2 separate regions of the Mus musculus genome follow, and region 2 is linked to region 1. A link is a contact called in public promoter capture Hi-C data. All regions are on one chromosome and are shown on one strand. The core of a region is the stretch at or near the end of the contact, and the rest is flanking DNA. Distances in the headings are between cores, read along the strand shown.

What was found. Promoter capture Hi-C pulls out the DNA fragments that hold promoters and counts their contacts.
Region 2: a promoter capture Hi-C map of embryonic stem cells shows a contact between it and region 1. The contact joins the promoter of Pitpnm3 here to the promoter of Atp2a3 in region 1. A contact is called at or near these places in 4 of 39 promoter capture datasets (embryonic stem cells and liver).

The regions. Positions count from the first base shown.
Region 1 is chr11:72,959,330-72,963,836 of GRCm38.p6, forward strand. It overlaps Atp2a3 (ATPase, Ca++ transporting, ubiquitous), which reads left to right and starts at 1,840. Exons shown (of 22, transcript NM_016745.3): 1 at 1,840-2,142. The coding sequence starts at 2,025.
Region 2 is chr11:72,133,300-72,137,806 of GRCm38.p6, forward strand. It overlaps Pitpnm3 (PITPNM family member 3), which reads right to left and starts at 2,590. Exons shown (of 20, transcript NM_001024927.2): 1 at 2,355-2,590. The coding sequence starts at 2,376.

The DNA.
Region 1 (4,507 bases), core at 590-3,089:
CAGCCTGCTCGTGACCTAGCCTTGAGCTGTCATCTAGGCGGAGGCAGGTACATAATTAAGAACACAGAAGTGATGGACAGGGAACGTGAATTGACTGTGTGGGACTTGGGCAAGTTTGGAGGGGTACTCAGAAGTCCTGATGAGGACAGCCAGGCAGGTGGGCATGCTGACAGGTATATTCACCTGCCAGGTAGGAGCCACCATCTTGCTCTGCTCATAGAGTTTGAAGAGAGGGTGGAGTGGTCTGGAGAAAGGGGTGGGGCTGCCAAAGCAAACAGTCAGGCCTGGGGCTGTCTTCTAGCAAAGCCAACTCACAGCTGTGGGATGGGAAAAGTGGGAGAGGCTAGGGCTGATGTCCCCTGAGGTTGGCAGAGGAGGTATAAGCCCCCAGGATGTGTGTGCTTGGGAGGGTGCAGGGTGATTGCTGCTTGAATGTCTATATCTCCATGTGTCGGGGAGGGAGGTCTCCAGTGGGAAAGTATCCCTGGGTGGCTCTGTCTCCAGCAGAGTCCTACCAAGTTTCCTAGCAACTTACAAATGAAGAGAGGCTGTCTGTGTCCTGTCCTGGTCAGAGGGAAAGGGAAGGAGGAAGATACCTGGAGATGTTGGAGTTGAAGCTTAAAATGTCAGAGTATGGTAGCATAACTTGTAATCCTAGCACTCTGGAAGCTGAGGCAGGAGGATGGCCAAGACTTTGAAGAAAGCCTGGACTACATAACAAGACCTCGTCTTAGAAAAATCCCAAGTAAACAACTAAAATGTCAGCTGGAAGGAGACACGGCCATAAAAGTAACATTCCTTTATCCCTACAGCAGCTGAGACCCAGCTGATGTCATAGAGTCTGGACAGCCTTTCCAAAGCCACTAAAAGGCCCAATCTGTCCCTGTCCTCACCAGTCAATATTTGGAAAGCATAGAGGGGTGGAAACAGGATAAAAATACTCGACTCTGGGGTGCCCATGCTCAGGCAGGCCGGAAGCTTCAGAGTGCACGGGTGCTTTGGGACCCAGGTGCAAAAAGGTAGGAACTACCCTGGCAGCCTTGGTGATTCCGCGGCTGCACTTAACCAAGAGCCAAGGAGTGGGGATGAGATCAGCTGTTCTCTTGGCTCCCCCTTTTGGAAGGTGAGTGGTCTCTGCCTTCCACCTCCGCAGGCCTGCAACCCTTTGGCACTCCCTGACAGTGCTGATATAGGGGAGTTTCCCCTGTCCCTCCCTCGGTCAGGGTCAGTCCCCGCCAGGCACCCTAAGCAAGGAACCCCTCTGCCTCGCTCGAGTTCCCGGGGATCTCTCTGAATCCCCACCGCACCATTCACCTGTTGGGGACGCTGGACTGGTAGGTAACAGCCTGGTACTTTTTACCTTCCTTCCCCACTGGGCCATTTTTGGGGTCTTAGAGATGCGAGTGTATGAAGAATGACACTCGTCGCAGGACCTTTGGGAACGTGTAAGGCGCACACATTCAGCACTAGAGGAAAGAAAGCATCAGGTTGTTTCTTCCGCAAGAGACCCCCAGTGCACTGCATCGGCTTCCCGCCAGACTCTGTGCAGAGGTGGAGCTGGGAAGTGGGGTGCCACTAAACGGACAACTGCAATTTGCAACACCCCCGGACACAACCACAAACACCCTCGAGCTCCTAGGACACAGAGAGGCGGCGACATGAAAGCAGTAGGTCCCCCAGCTTTGCAGACCGAGTTCGAGGCTCCCTGGCTCTAGCTTCAGTATGTGGACAGGAGGGTAGCATACTCGGTCCCCCGCCACCCTCGGCGGGGCGGGGCGGCGGCTGCTATTGCGGCCGGAAGGGGTGTGGGTGCAGGGCGGGTCCCGCGCCGCCCCGCCCAGAGGACGGAGCCCCGGGCACAGCATCCTGGCGCGGGCCCGGGCTGCCATAGCCACTGCCGTCGGGGAAGGTCCCAGCGTGGTCATGGCCTCCCGAGGGGCCCGCCCCGCCCCAAGCTCGCAGCACTCCACACAGTAGCCTTGAGGAGAAGCGACCTGGACGTCGCGGACGGCCGGGCAGGCAGCATGGAGGAGGCGCACCTGCTCTCCGCTGCCGACGTGCTGCGTCGCTTCTCGGTGACAGCCGAGGGCGGCTTGAGCCTGGAGCAGGTGACCGACGCGCGGGAGCGTTACGGCCCCAACGGTGAGCGTGGGTTCCTGCCCTGCAGTGGGGACCGGTTGTCCCCTCCTGACTCGGCAGGAAGCCGGGCTCAGTAAGCCTCTGCAAATGCGCGTGGGGCACCTGGTGGGGCCTCCCGGTCTCCTTCGGGGGAAGAGGAGGCAGGATTTGGCTCTCCACTCCCCATCTCGATGCACCCCTGCAATCCTTAGCCCATTTTATCCCAGAGCCTTACTGGATGCCCGCACCTGCTGTGCGATCTGCGGACACCCTGCAAGTGCAGACGCTTGAGGCCCTCTAGCCAGCGACTCCGAGGCCCAACCTATCAGGGGGTTCCGATGTCTCCCCGGAAGGTTCACTAAGGCGCCCAAGACGGTGCAGCCTGTCAGCTGTCAGCTTTGGTGCTCTTAACCCCAGTCCCAGGTCTTCCTCTTTCTGCAACCCCAAGCGGATGTGGCTGCCGGGAGTTGATGTGGGTTTGAACTGCTGAGGCAAAGACCCACCTTCTTGGAGGGGCAGGTCGGAGGTCTGGAGGAGTCTTTTCCCCAGCTGGTGATCTGGAATGGTGCCTGCCCCATCTCTGGGGACCGAGGTAGCCCACGTACTCTTTCAGTTTACTAGAGGCATGGCTTCCTCCCCTCTGTCAAGGAGCATGGGATTCTCCTTCCTGTCCAAAGTCTTGCCTGGCCAGTGCCAGTAGACCCCGTCTAGATGAGCCCCACACATTGTTAGGAGCGTGTAGTGTGGACATCAGAGGTTCCCTGCAATGTCCTCCTGTCACTCCTGGCTCAGGGCCACAGCACCTGTAAGCTTGAAGGAAAGGGGGGAGGGGGAGAGAGGGAGGGAGGGAGGGAGGAAGAGAGAGAGAGAGAGAGAGAGAGAGAGAGAGAGAGAGAGAGAGAGAGAGAGAGAGAGAGAGAGCCCAACCACTCCAAACTTCTATCTTTTTGGAGAGCCCCTCACCCTTGAGAGTTGCCAGGTACCAGAGGAACCATGCTCTGGCCTGGGTGTCCCTCTGCTCCAGGCAGTCTGGGAAGTAGGAAGAGCTGTCAGAAGGGATGCTTTGGGTTTGTATTGGTTTATGAAAACCACCTCTTATGTAAATATTATCTTTCTGGAGCAGAAATCCTTTTTCAAAAAAAATTAGTTGCTATATTTAGTTGAGCTGTGGGAGGAACTAGGAGATAAATATTATTTAATATCCCCCATTAATGACTTGGCAGTAAGGGTGCCCTTTTTCTGAAGAAAGACAGGGGTAGCAGGGTCCGTTTCAACCCTGAGGGAGGGGAAGGCGGGTCTGGGGTCTGCAGCCTACTTGATGTTACTGTGGTCCTTGGTTCCCATATGATGTTGGAGGCTCAGCCTTTAGTTCTGTCCCAGGTCACACTGAGCTTGTCCCTGGAGGGCTCTGGCCTAGTTCACTCTTTTTTCTGGCTCATGCCTTCATTGGTTCAGAAGAGATAACTGGGAGAGAGGGAGCCCCCAGCTCCCTTGTGCCGTGGTGAGGGGATCTCAGGTGTGTAGGTATGTGTTTGATGATGGGAGAGGATACTGGCTTGGCATGTGACAGAGCAGGCAGAAAACACTGGCAGGGGTGTTTCAGGTGCCTCTGCATTGATGCTGTTACTAGTAAAAGCTCTGACTTCATTGAGTAACTGCTTCGTGTCAGAAGCAGCTCTCAGAACTTCTCATCAATTAGCTCATTTCTTCTTCCAAACAGCTCTGAAGTAAGGACTTTGTCTCCCCGTCTCACCAAGGAGGTGAATGAGACACTAGAAGCTTAAGTATCTTGCCAAGGTCACAGTTGGTGGTGGGCTTGGTCCTGGGGCCTCTCTTTAGTTTTTCCTGTCTGTATCAGGCAGCCACAGTTTCTGTCCTCCAGGGCTGGCACCTGTGCTAGATGTTAGGGTTGTGTGGGCAGCAACTATTGCTGCTTCTTTTGGGCCTCCGACCTTCGGGCCCCTCCCATCACTGGCTTGTTTCTCAGGAAGCTGTCCAGGGCTCTGGAAGTTGTCAGGTGAGCAGAGGGGAACCAGCTGTCTCTCCCTGACTCCTGCTCTCCGCTTGTGTGTTGGGGTTGGGGAGTGGGGGTGGAGGGGCTTGGGTGTCTTCCAGTCTCTGCTCAGCCTCTGGAGTGGAGCAGATAGGAGTGAAAGCTCTAACTCTGCTCTGTCCTAAACAAGCCACTTGGACACCCTGCGGTGGCTTCCTTGTTATGAGGCGACAGTAGAGCCCATGTCAGGGTTGTTTGTGGCCACTTACATACAGTCATCCTGCCTTGTAGCTAGGAGGTGGGGCTGAGCTCTGGGCCAGAAGCTGGGTGATAGGATGGGCAGGGTATGCAGGCAAAGGGGACACCCTAGGGACTAGTGTTCCCCCCTACCCTGGG
Region 2 (4,507 bases), core at 1,340-3,839, 830 kb before region 1:
GATGGTGGAACTGTAGAGTATACAGCCTGGCATCGGTTACAACAGCGCCAGGACCCAAAGCCCATCTCCTCCTTAAGTAGCCGGACCACTGGCCGGTTTTCAGAGGAAATCCCACACAAATCAGGAAGCAGACCCCCTCACTCGCAGGCAAGATTTCCTACAACCTCCCTTTAGTCTCCTCTCACCTCTCAGGGTGGAGGGCTGATCCTTCTGCCTTTTAGTCTGTGTATGGTACTGAATTGCCATCTTTCTCTCTTGGGCCTCAGTTTCCTCAGCTATGAATAGAAGAACTTGGCCTTGAATTATATATAAGCTATATAATTCAAGGTAAATGTGCTTGATGAGAGAGGCCAGGCATTCCTCCATACTCTGCATCCTTAAGTCACTGGGTTTAAGGTAGCTAAAGAAAAGAAGGGATATTTGCAGGCTGCCACGTTGCCCAGGAGAGTTGAGAAGCGTGGTCAGATCTTGCCAGAGGTCATCTGCAGAGCTCCTTGGGGTGGCAGCTGAGTAAGAGACAGAGAGGCACCAGGCAGGTGGTCACAGAGGAGGGAAGTCTGGCTTGCTCTGAGGGAAAGGACTGAGACTGTGAAATGGAAAAGTTGTAGAGCAGCCCCAGGCAGCAGTCTTGGGAGGCCTGGCCATTTCTTCACCTTCTGCAGGGCACTCTCCCCATGGATCTCAGCTAGGGACCAAAAGACCCACAATCCAATTCATAGGACCTGGGGCTGCCCTTCTCCCAGAATGAGGAGGGGAGTAGAAAGATTCCTTAGCATCCAAAAAAACAAAAGCAAAACAAAACAAAACCAAAAAAAACCTTGGTCTTGCATCCAGGCTCACCTAGACCCTCCCAGCCATCTTCAGGGAGCTATTTGCTTCCAAGGGCTTTAAAAGGGGAGTACCTTCCTACTTCTCAGAATCATGGGGCAGTAAAGGGCTTAAGTATGTTACCTGGTACACAGGTCAAGAAGAGATTTCTCTAACTACTCTTGCTACTGTGGTGCCCTGGCAAGAGACCTGGATCCGGACGTCCAGACCTGTGCTCACACATGAGCACATGTAGAATGGGTAGCAGAGACGCATGCTCTTCCTTTATGAAGAGCAGGGGTGGGGAGGGACCAAGGCAGGAGAAAGAAGGGAGCAGAGAGCCTTTTCCAGCCTCCTGGTGTCATCTCACTGTGCCTCCCTCGGGAGGGGAGGGGAGGGAAGTGGGAAAGGGGGTGTTTAGATGCATTTGCTTATGCTGTCTCACACAAACAGCCTCTCCCTCACAGGATTCCTCTGCCACACCTGAGTCACAAGGCCAGTCCATGCCAAGGATTGGGACCTGTCCCAGGGTCGCAGGCAGTTCAATGGCACTCACATCTAGAGTGCGGGCAGGTGGTCATGTTCATTCCATCTTTGCCATGCCTATGGGTGGAGAAGTGGGGTTCACACCAGGCCCCACGGGGATGGCATGGCACCTGCCAACGTCACAGGCTGGGAGTGAGTTCATGGCAGATTCTCACACGCCAGAGCTCCCAAGCTCAGGACTGTTGAGACCAGCCTCATCCATTTGTGGCCAGCCCTATGAACACTGGCTTTCCTCAACTTGGCCTTTTAGGGCACTGTAGGGGTCCAGGGCACAGAGTGGGGAGTCCGGGGCTAAACCTGGTCCCCTCCAGGTCCTAACCAACTCACAGGGCCTGACATCAGAGCAGATGCTGGTGAATGAACGCCTGACTGGATGAATGAAGGGACGACTAACACCTACTCCCTGGGATCCTTGGGCTACAGCTCTGAGCTTGCAGGAGAGCCGAGCCCATGGGACCCCAACAGAGGCCCCGCCTGCCTAGCCCGGCACCTGAGGCTCTGCCTCTGGGTCAGGTGGGAGGCGGGGAGGCTCCCCAGCCATAGTGTACCCCTCCAGCGACGGGACCAGTAATCTGGGTCTCTTAACCCAGCTGGTGGCAGGGGCGGGGGACTGTCGCATCCAAGATAGAGAGTGACAGGACAAGGGGGCGCGTCCTGGTTTGTTGGGGCGTGGGATGGATCAGCGACCGCGGGACATCCCCTTTGGGTTCCGGTGCCGGGGTCTACTCCCCCGGTCTCCCGGAGGGCAGCGACAGCTCCGAACTGCCGACTGGACTGAGGAGCCGTGGACCTGACCCAGTGCAGCGGGGCAAGCGGGATGCGGTGTCCCACGAGGTGACTGGGGGCGCGGGAAGGACGCAGGGCGCGCGGAGCCCCTTATGCACGCCCCGGGGTCCGGGCGGGTCGCCGCGGTCACTGTGCCTCCGCCCACCTGGTTGGGGGGCTCACCTGGGCCGAGCGATCCCTCCCGCCACCCGCCGAGCGCCCCGCGCCGCGCTCACCTGCGCTGCCCGCCTTGGCCATGTCCCGGGCGGCGGGCTCCGCTGTGCTGCCGGCGCTGCTCGCTCCCGGCCGGGCCCCGGCGCCTTCGGCCGGAGCGGACTCTCCGGGCGCCGCGCCCCGCGCCCCCGCCCCGCTCGCTCGGCCGCCTCCACCGCAACCGCCGCCGCCTCGCCGCTCCCTCCCGCTCCCTTAAAGGAGCCGAGCGGCGACCGCGCCGCCCCCCCTCCGCGCCGCCGGGGAGGGACTGACGACGGAAGGCGCCCGACACCGCCCCCGCGGGCCCGCACCCCCGCCCGGAGCCGCGCGGCCACCGCAGCGCGCGGGAGGCGCAGCCCACTGATTGCGGCCACTGAGACCCCGACCCTCGCTGAAAGACAGACGTAGACAGACTCCGGATTACAGCTCGGAGACGCTGCGGGCCAGGCAGGGATGAAGACATGGACTGCGAGCCTGGGGCGCAGTGACCCTGAGACAAGGCACCAGAAAGAGGCGCTCCTAGGGCAGAAACACCCTTGGGAGAGAGAGAAATTCAAGGAAATCGGAGCTGGCTAGAGTCTGTGAGGACAGGGAGAGCAAGGAAGACCAGGACCCAGGAGACTGAGAAACCTAGAACGAAGTCTCGCAGAGATGAGAGGGGACTTCTCCATCAGCTCCCAACTCCAGGGATGCTGGATGCCTGCATCTGCTCTAGTCTCAAGAGAGGAAAGCTTTTGTCCTTTAGCACTAAAGGATCCGTTAAACCTGCAAACCCCACCTGCCAGTAAACGCTAAGCAGAGTTTGTGGGGAGCCTGGCAGAAAGCAGTGTGTCCCCCTAACACTTTCTCACAGAAGTGCTGACATTCTAATTAGCGGGCCTCCTGAGACATTTAAATTGTGGTTTCTGCCCACTGCAGTCAGGGGATCCACAGGAGATGGTCAGTCGTTTTAGATGGGGCCTAGAAGGTAGGGTCCTGGAGAGAGCAGTCGGCTCCCTAGCTCAGTTCCAGGCGAGGCCACTTCCTCCCTGCTGACGGTTAGGGTGAGGGCTAGGCTCCTTAGAGGACTGTTGGGCCTTCCCTGAAGCCTGTTTTTCTCCCACAGTCTGCAGCCAAGCACCCACACTGGGCACTAGACAGTTCCACCCCTAGGCCAGCCAGGACTTAAGTGCCCCATCCACTGCCCCATAGAAACAAAGCACACAAGGGGCCTCTACGGGACACACCCATTTCTGGGCTTTGACTCCTTCAGCCTATCCAGGTTAATCAGCCTTACACTCCCTCTTTAGTCTATCAAAGGCTCAGCCTCAGGCAAGAGTCTTCCCGAAACTTTTGCACAGAGCTAGCAGCAACAAAGTTCTTCACCTCAGCGAAAGGAAGTCTGTATCGCCTACTCATGGACCTCTCCCTGCTTTCTGATGCCTCATCTACCAAACCAGGCTTTCCTAGGGTCCTCTGTGCAGACCGAACAACGTGCCTTCACTCACGACAGCTAGCTAGCATGCTTTGACAAAGATTCTCCATCTTAGTTTTAGCTATGACTGTCTCACCTCTCAAAAAACCCTTTAGTCCCAAGGACTCCAGAGTGGGACAGCAACACATCTTGTAGACATGGAAGTTCAGAAGCCCCAAAGTCCTGGATCCAAAGCTGTTCACCATCTCAGGCCACTGGCTACTAGCAGGGAGGGCACGGATACCACCTTTCTACCTCTAACTCTGGAGTGCTCCCCCATATTGGAACTGCAGTCTGTGTGGCTTTCTGTGTGAACTTTTGTTAAGTCTGGATGTACCCTCTGGGGTGTACTGTGTCACCCCACTTTATGCAGAGGAAACAGGCTAAGACAATTCACTGTCCTACAGAATTCCATTTCAGGCCTGAGCTCTGTCCCTCTGGGTCTCCTCCTTCTTACACTTCCCTGAGGCTCTGGGAATTTCAGAAGCTTAGCAGTTTGTATAATGTCTCCATTTGGCCACCTGGTCTGTGGGTCCATAAGTAGTGACAGTGGACACCACTGACTACAGAAGACATAATGAACCTGTCACAGAAGGGACACAGTTAGGCCTAAGTACCTCCCCAGGTTGTGGCTCTCAGCAGGAACAGTGACCACAGGTTGACAGCAGTCCTGTTTCCTGGCATAGCTGTGTGTGTGTGTATGTGTGTGTGTATATATGTGTG